2 separate regions of the Mus musculus genome follow, and region 2 is linked to region 1. The links are chromatin contacts, called in public Hi-C maps. All regions are on one chromosome and are shown on one strand. Each heading gives the region's core, a stretch centred on a gene start, on an enhancer-like site or on the middle of the called end of the contact. The rest is flanking DNA. Distances are from core to core; before and after follow the strand shown. Region 1 overlaps Nrxn1 (neurexin I). Region 2 overlaps Nrxn1 (neurexin I).

Region 1 (3,837 bases), core at 791-3,290:
TATCAAAATTTCAAATTAAATAAAAGTTTCTCCATGTAACAATGTTGTAAGAGACAGAAGTCAATGTAGATACCTGGAAGTAGCTTCCTAAGAAACAACTGAAGCATGGCTATGAGGTCACAGTGAGATCTAAAGTGATACTTGAACTTAGTTTTCCTTTTCTAACCTTTGTTCAATCATGCAAACCAACAAATAATTCAATAAAAGTGATACATCCATTATAGATTGCTTTGTTATTTTGCTATCATATAGATAAAAGGACTAAACTATTATTTGTTTATTTGGCTTAATTAATGTGCATAACTACTCTATTATATAATAATATTTGAAATAATTTCATTTTTATTTATAAATAGCTCAATTTGAACACTAAGTTGAAAACTCATCTTTTTAGAAATATACAATCAACAATTAGTCAAATATATTTTGAACTATAACCCAGAGTAGAAAAAAATTTCAGCTCATTAGCCTTTACTGTTGTCCAAAACGAGTCAGGAATGGCATAGTAGTAAAGTAATAGAAGTTGAGTGCCCCAGTATGCCATTTCAAATACGTCTCAATGTGAAGATAACTTGATAAATGACAACTGAAAGCATAAATGATTCCTCATAATTAGAGTTGATGTTTAATTTGGCAAGAAATAGAAAATGCACAAGGTTGGAGTCTAGAACTTTCAAATAAATGTAAGACAACATTCTGACATTTGAAGGTTATGCTATTAGGCAGCATCTTTTAACATTTGCAAAAAAGTATTTTATCATTTGGAACATCAAAAGAGAGTCCTTCCGTAGGATAATTCCAAGACATTTCTTCCCAGCAGGGAAGGAAAAAGTTTCAACTTTGTCGTCTCTATATCCTTCTCCCTTGTCATTAGATTTGATAAATTTGCTTTCTGCAGTATTCCTGGTTTCAGCCTAAAGTGTACACCTGTGCTGAGTTTTGCTGAAAGGCAGTCACATATTGTGATCAACGATGAAAATCAGACAGGGAGCCAAATTATATTGCTCTGAAATCTGTCCCTCCATCTGTTAGAATGTTAACAAACAAGTATGAAGTGGACCTCTGGTGGCACCAGTGCTCTTATTTCACATTATCTCTGAGAATAATTTTTATGTGATCTAACCTTCAAAACTCATTACATTAAAAAACACATAAAGAAAATGCAATAGTTAATATCTATGCAAGACACCATTTCTGCAATAGCCTTTCTTAGATCATCAATATGTATAGAAAAATACTATCTTCCTCTGTAAGTCACAGAGATTTTTGTGATGTATTTTTCTTTGCTTTCATAATGTGGAATTAAGCATAACTGCAGTATCATTCTATGATGTGGCATATATAGACTGAACCACATTCTAACAATTTATTTTTAACGTTAAAACAGAAACTTTATATGTGTGATTTTATTTCACGAATTGACAGTGAACTTTCATGATTAACAACCTAGTTTGGTGTGATTGTATCTGGAGAGGATACAGAGTTGAACATTTCCTCTGGAATTTGAAACTCAAAGGTCCAGGGACGATCTTGTTTTTGCTGAACTAGGGCACAGCGGAGACCTGGACAGAAGGCACATTATTCTGTGGTGTTGAGCCTGGCAACCATCTTATAACACTCTTGCTCTCAGGATATGCAGAGTCATGTGGATAAAACATCAGTCTAGAAGAGAAATATCTTCTTGCAATATGCTGTTTTAGTTCAGAACAAAAATAATATGATACCACTATTTTATTCTCAAGTAATGACTAACTTAGAGACAAAGAGATCTGCAGGAATGTCTAGCTAACCATAAATCAAAACTGTATGTTAAATCCTAGTGATGATGCTTGCTATTACACTTTTATTTGAGATCTGTATATGATTTCCATCTCTACATCTAATTACTGCAGGATATAAATATTCCCTTTCTTCTCTTCTGACTCAGAAAGCTCTAACATTTTTATTTTCATTTTGCCAGAAGTAGTAGCAGGATATTGCCACAGGGTGGTACACCATGCATATTTAACTGGCTGCTTTTGCAATTCATTTGGCAGTAGAGTTACACACTTTCTCTAGCTGCACTTAACCAAGAGGCACCGGATAACTGGCATGTTTTTGAGTGATTAAAATTGAAACCAAATTTTAATTCACAGACGTCTGCTAATCTCACATTGTGCCTAACTGTATTTTACTGTGTGAGCTATGTCATTTGTTCCTCTCTCTTGGCAGTTTTCCAAAACAAAATAAACAAACTAATTAGTAAAGAGAAGGCAAAGAGGAATTTATAAAGAGTATACTCATACAAGCTAAAGGATGACAAATCAGCTAGGCTCAAATGTTAATTCCCAGTTATTTCAGTAGTCCTATAAGGGGAATGACTACGTTTACATGTTGTGAAGCAATCTATTGACCTCTCTAGTTTAATTTCTGACATAATAATGATGGTATTTTGGTACATGGATTAATGTATAATTATGCTATTTTGTTAGTATTAGTGTTGGCAATCATGCTGACAAGCTAATGTATTTAAGATTAACAACAACAACAACAACAAAAAACAACCAAAATCACTGAATCACTGTTTATAAATGCCTACCTTGTCCTTTTAAACTTTTAGGTTAAATTAGAACTATTTTTAAGGTTGAAGAAAACCAAGTAACTGTGCATGGCTTTAGGAGAAGTGCATGGTAATGGTTAGGTTGAGTCCCTCAAGGACAGATGCTATTTGTACCATGAGAGGTTGATGGAGCAACTCATCGATATTTTTTTCCATATTGATTTTTAGTTTTATTATAGAAAATAAGTGACAATGAGTGTAGTCACTAAACCATTGATTTAAAGTCATGGGTTGATTGATGGCTATGCTTGCTAGCCTTTGTTTTTCTGTGAGCAGGGGTCTTTACAGACTGGCTGTTTACATAATCCTCATTCTGTTTTCAACACTCATCCCTCTCCTGGCAAAAAGAGAGGACGAGAAAATCAGGTACCTTTATATTTTTCTGAGGGGTTTGACTATACATAGTCTGCAGAGAAAAAAATTAGATATGTAGGTACAACCGTGAGCAGTTGAAAACCAGACAGAAGAAGCATCCACTGTGAGTCAGACATCTCATCACACTTTCAGAGCAGTGGACACACTTAACCAAGCCATTTGAAAATTATTAAAGGTGCTTCACTTATGGCCGGTCTTGGGATGTGGACTACAGGTTACTTCGCGAGAAGCTGCTATGTTTCTGTTAGTAAATGTTTCTTGCAGGGGACTAGTTGCTAGAATTTGGAAAGCCTACCTCTCTCACAGGACCTGCCGAGATAGCCTGTTCCGGAGCAATCGCAGACGTATCTGTTCCAGCCATCTCTGCACATGCCATTGTTTTTGCAAGGATTGCTAAGGCACGGTTTTGCTGTCTCTTTTGAGCAGGATGGCTTCACTCCAGCAGTGCTCTGAATTTCCGCCATCTGCCGGATGTCTTTGCTCTGGCCATCAATAAATAGGTCCCGGATGCAGCCCACGTAGCCGTAGTTGAGCAGAGCAGTCCACACCTCGGTAGGGAAGACTAGGCCAGCCTTATTTTCTGGCAAGCCACCCAGGTACAACTCATCATCTAGGTCCAGGATCTCACTCTCACCGGGAGCTGTGTAGGGAGTGCGTAGTGTGTTGACAGAAATGGTACCTGTTACAAAGACAAGAGAATATGAAGTTGTTTAGGCATGCAATGAGCTCTGGTTCTCTCCTTTCCCTCTCTTCAGTAGAGTGTCTTAAGACACATTTCTATTTTTATACTTTTTTATTATTTTAAATTAAAATATAATTACATAATTTCCCCTTTGTTTTCCCTCCCTCAAAACCCAACCATA
Region 2 (3,837 bases), core at 565-3,064, 140 kb after region 1:
GTCTGGGCGTCCTGGTATGTCTTCCCTATCTTATCTCTATAACTAGTAGGCTCCTGGGATGACTTTACAGCCTTTGTTCTTTGCCCTAGGCCCCAAAGCCCACCTAACTAACTGACACAAGCCACATGAGTCTTGGACCTTGAATTTTAATTTTCTTTCAGTGACACACTTTACAGTGTCACAATCACATCTTTCCTTTCACTCTTCCTTCTCTGAGTAATCAATGCTTCTACTCTTACTTTTTAAAACTATTAGTATACAGAGAAAAAGTTTCCATCATATATCTTCCCTGTCCAGCCCCACTTACCCCTATTCTAGTAAGGTACCTGCAGCTGCTATTTTCCTGTCCTCCTCCTCCTTCTCACTCTGACCTTCCAGAGATGCTTCAGGGAAATTCAAAAATAAATGTTAGCATTGACTTTCTTCCCACATGTGGGAAAACACTTTACATAATATACTTTTATCAAAGGATAACAATATTTAGGACCACTTTATAGGCTGGGATGCTGAATCTCAACAAAGCTAAAATCTTTGTCTAGCTACATTCCTACTTTTTGGATTTCATTCCCTCATTTTTTATTCTATTTTGTCTTTATCTTTTAATTCTCATAGCAATTACTTGCCTAGAGTAGTGTCCTTATTGTCTGCAGCATCAAGCTTACTAATTGTGACATCACAAGAAAATGAAAAACCATGGATCCAACCTAGCTCAGGCATGCATTCAGCACTTGTACAATATTCATGCCCTTCCAAGTTGGGTTGCCAACTGTAATTTTGAACCCTCTAACAAAAGTCAGGTTTTTTCAACTCTTTCTTCTTTTCGGTACTTATCGTGTATGCTTGGCAGTCTTTTGATGCACAAAATCACACAATATAACACAGTGTTTGTTCATTGTTGCTGTTACAGTTACTTTTGCATTGTTCAAAATAATCACATGGTTATTTTCAGAATTCTCTATTGTTTCTAATTGAATGCCTCTTTCAAAATACTGAAAAGGTCAGCTTTGGAACTTTGGGAAGGTCGTGAAACACTTGCTGCTCTGGGAGGGAGAGGCAGGTTAACATTTCTCAGACAACAGGGAGGAACCGACTGCAGGTGGGGAAACATTTCGCAGGATGGACTCTTGCCTACCTTCAGATAAGGGAAGTACTTGTCACCTCGTCCCCTAAAGACCAATCAGTTTAAAGGGTGCATTGTTCCACCAATCATATTGTGCCCCATTGCTGATGCTCTATTCTCCCCCTGGAAACCATATAAAAACTCGCTGACCAGTGCTAGTGGTCACCGCCTCTCCTTCGGGTCTGGGATGACCCCAGTGCACTGGAACAATATATTCCTCTTTCTTTTTGCATCGATCCCGGCACCACGTGCTTCACTCAGCGGGGCCCCTGGTGAGCTAAGGCTCCTAGGAGTCTTACTATACCTTTTTAAAATTCTCTCTTAGTAAAAAGGTATAACTAAGAGATAACAGTTAAATCTCCACAAAGAATTAAAAGGAAAGATCCCAAAACAAAAGCAAAAAAAAAAAAATAATAATAAATAAAAGCTGGTGACAATGTCAACACTCCCAGGGGCTTTATCAAAGTCCTCTACTGAGTTAGGATTACTAACTCAGTTTCATTTAATTGTAAATAAGGTAGCTTTTACAGCACAGCAAATTAGTGGTAGGCAGGAAATTCTTCACAAGGACAAACAAAAGAATGGCCCTGTTCCCCCAGGGCAGGCTACTGAGAAACCAGTGAAATACCACAGTATGAGACTGTGGGGCTGAAAAATGTAGCTGTCAAGAAGCTGAATTCCCATTAACAAAAAGAGAGAGTATTTGGATTGCTGCAGTCCTAGACTCAACGCAGACTAGCTTCTGCACCAAGGAGATCCAACTGTCCAGATGGCAATTAAAGCAAAAAAAGACTGACCTGAGCTCAAAAGCACCCTTTCAGGAGAGGACAAAAACACAAAGAAGAAAAGGCTGTGTTAGTATCATTTTCTTCAAGACTCATTCAGGACTCACAGCATGTTTGGTCTGTCTTACTTCAAGTCTGTTTTGGTGATTGCTATCTAATCAAGTAGGCTCTGTCTCTATTTCAAGACACACCATGTATCTTTAAAAGGACATAAAGTTATACTAAATTAAATTGCGTGACATTTTTTGTGGTATTTATAATGTGATGTTGGTCTTTGAATTTATCCTTGCATAGGATAAGTAAGCAGGCTACACCAAGGAACCCAATTTCAGTCCTTAAATCCTTCAGCAGCTGAAATTTGGGATGTTTCTTTTCTTGTTCTTTGCCTGGGTTTGTGGTACTGTGGCTCAACCTGAGTGGTTTCATGTGATGGAAAATCGCTCCACAGTGGTCACCATAGGAAGTCAGAGAGTCCCACTGCTAGGACAGGAGGCCTTGTTAGAGTAAATGTGGCTTAGTTGGAGGAAGTTTGTCAGTAGGGCACCCCCTACTTTGAGATTTCAGTGTCTCTGTTTTCTTCCTCCTTCCTGTGGGGATCCCCAGTGTAGAACTCTTAGCTACCTTTCCAGTGCCGCACGTGCCTGACCTCTTGCCTGCTTTCCACCATGATAATTGACTAAATCTCTGACCTAAAAGCCAGCCCCAATTAAGTGTTTTCCCTTATAAGATTTGCTATCATGGTGTTTCTTTACAGCAATAGAAACCTGAACTAAGACACTTTATGACGGAACTATATTCCCATTCTACGCTAAATTTTGTTATAGGAATTAATAATGCTCCTAGAGTTATTGCTTTCATCTTATAAATCCTATATAATTTAGGGGCATTTCCCAACAAGTAAACTCAAATAAAATGAATAATAAACTTGCCTAAAGTCATATACTTGGTAGGTGATTGAATTAGCTACTTTTTGGTTAATATTTGACATGATTAAAATGAAGCTTATTGGAGGAAGAATCTATTTTGCCTCACTGTTTGAGGAGACTGACTCTCAGGATGAAAAGGCCATAGCAGGGTTCCAGGTAGCAGAAGCATGGCACTAAGACATCTCTAAGACCAGAAACCCTCATCTGCTCTTCTAAATTTCCTCCTCCTCCTCCTCCTCCTCCTCCTCCTCCTCCTCCTCCTCCTCCTCCTCCTCCTCCTCCCCCTCCCCCCTGCTTCTTCTCTCCCTCTTCTTCTTCCTTAAGAATTAATTTTATATTCAGAAGTACACTCCTATTACAGATGGTTGTGAGCCACCATGAGGTTGGTGGATATTGAACTCAGGACCTCTGGAAGAAAAATCAGTGCTCTTAACTGATGAGCTATCTCTCCAGCCCCCAAGTTACCACTTCTGATTCACTCTGAGACCTCTAGTCCAATAGATGGTGTGGCCCTCCTCAGTTAGCCTTGCCTAGAAACTCCCCCAGAGACATCCCGTGAGATGTACCACATGGGTGATTCCAAAATCCCACAATGCTGACAGTGACTACTGTTCACCATACTACTCTATCCCGAATTCAAATTTAGAGTCTGAAATTTACACTTTAAGAGTCAGGTGCACTTCAGCACAACAGAACATATGAACAAGGTGTGAGGGCTATAGAAAACTGAGTGAGGTAAATGATTTTTCTTTCTGTAGAAGACCTGCGTTCAGTTCTCATAACCCACGTACTGACTCCAGTGGGTTTAACATTTTCCTCTGACCTTCATGCAAACACCCACAAATGTATACATACCCATGTTAAGACACACACACATACACACATTTAGATAGTTAAAAATTTATGTAAGTGCTTATAAATATGAACAAACTAAAAGTATGGAAGGAAACAAACTGAGCTTTATACATGCATTTTATATAGATAGGTTCTGGTGAGTTTGATAGAT

What was found. Hi-C and Micro-C count contacts between places; a contact is called where the count stands out from the background.
Region 2: a contact with region 1 is called in a Hi-C map of cortical glia, with 4 times the contacts expected there. The contact joins two enhancer-like sites. A contact is called at or near these places in 1 of 15 datasets of contacts at CTCF or cohesin (stem cell-derived epiblast-like cells), 20 of 484 Hi-C or Micro-C datasets (the AML12 cell line, the AtT-20 cell line, the C2C12 cell line and 13 more) and 2 of 115 datasets of contacts at active chromatin or transcription factors (extraembryonic endoderm stem cells and neural progenitor cells).

Annotation. Positions count from the first base shown.
Region 1 is chr17:90,626,616-90,630,452 of GRCm38.p6, forward strand. It overlaps Nrxn1 (neurexin I), which reads right to left. Exons shown (of 23, transcript NM_020252.3): 10 at 3,270-3,653. Among named protein-coding and RNA genes, the nearest start is that of Gm32337, 170 kb to the left of the region's middle. Within about 2 kb of position 2,041, at least 33 of the 459 cell types and tissues checked have an H3K27ac peak or open chromatin away from gene starts, as enhancers often do. A contact at or near this core is called in cortical glia and neural progenitor cells, where this site is marked.
Region 2 is chr17:90,766,612-90,770,448 of GRCm38.p6, forward strand. The region is part of intron 5 of Nrxn1 (neurexin I); the gene reads right to left. Among named protein-coding and RNA genes, the nearest start is that of 4930480K15Rik, 93 kb to the right of the region's middle. Within about 2 kb of position 1,815, at least 36 of the 459 cell types and tissues checked have an H3K27ac peak or open chromatin away from gene starts, as enhancers often do. A contact at or near this core is called in cortical glia and neural progenitor cells, where this site is marked.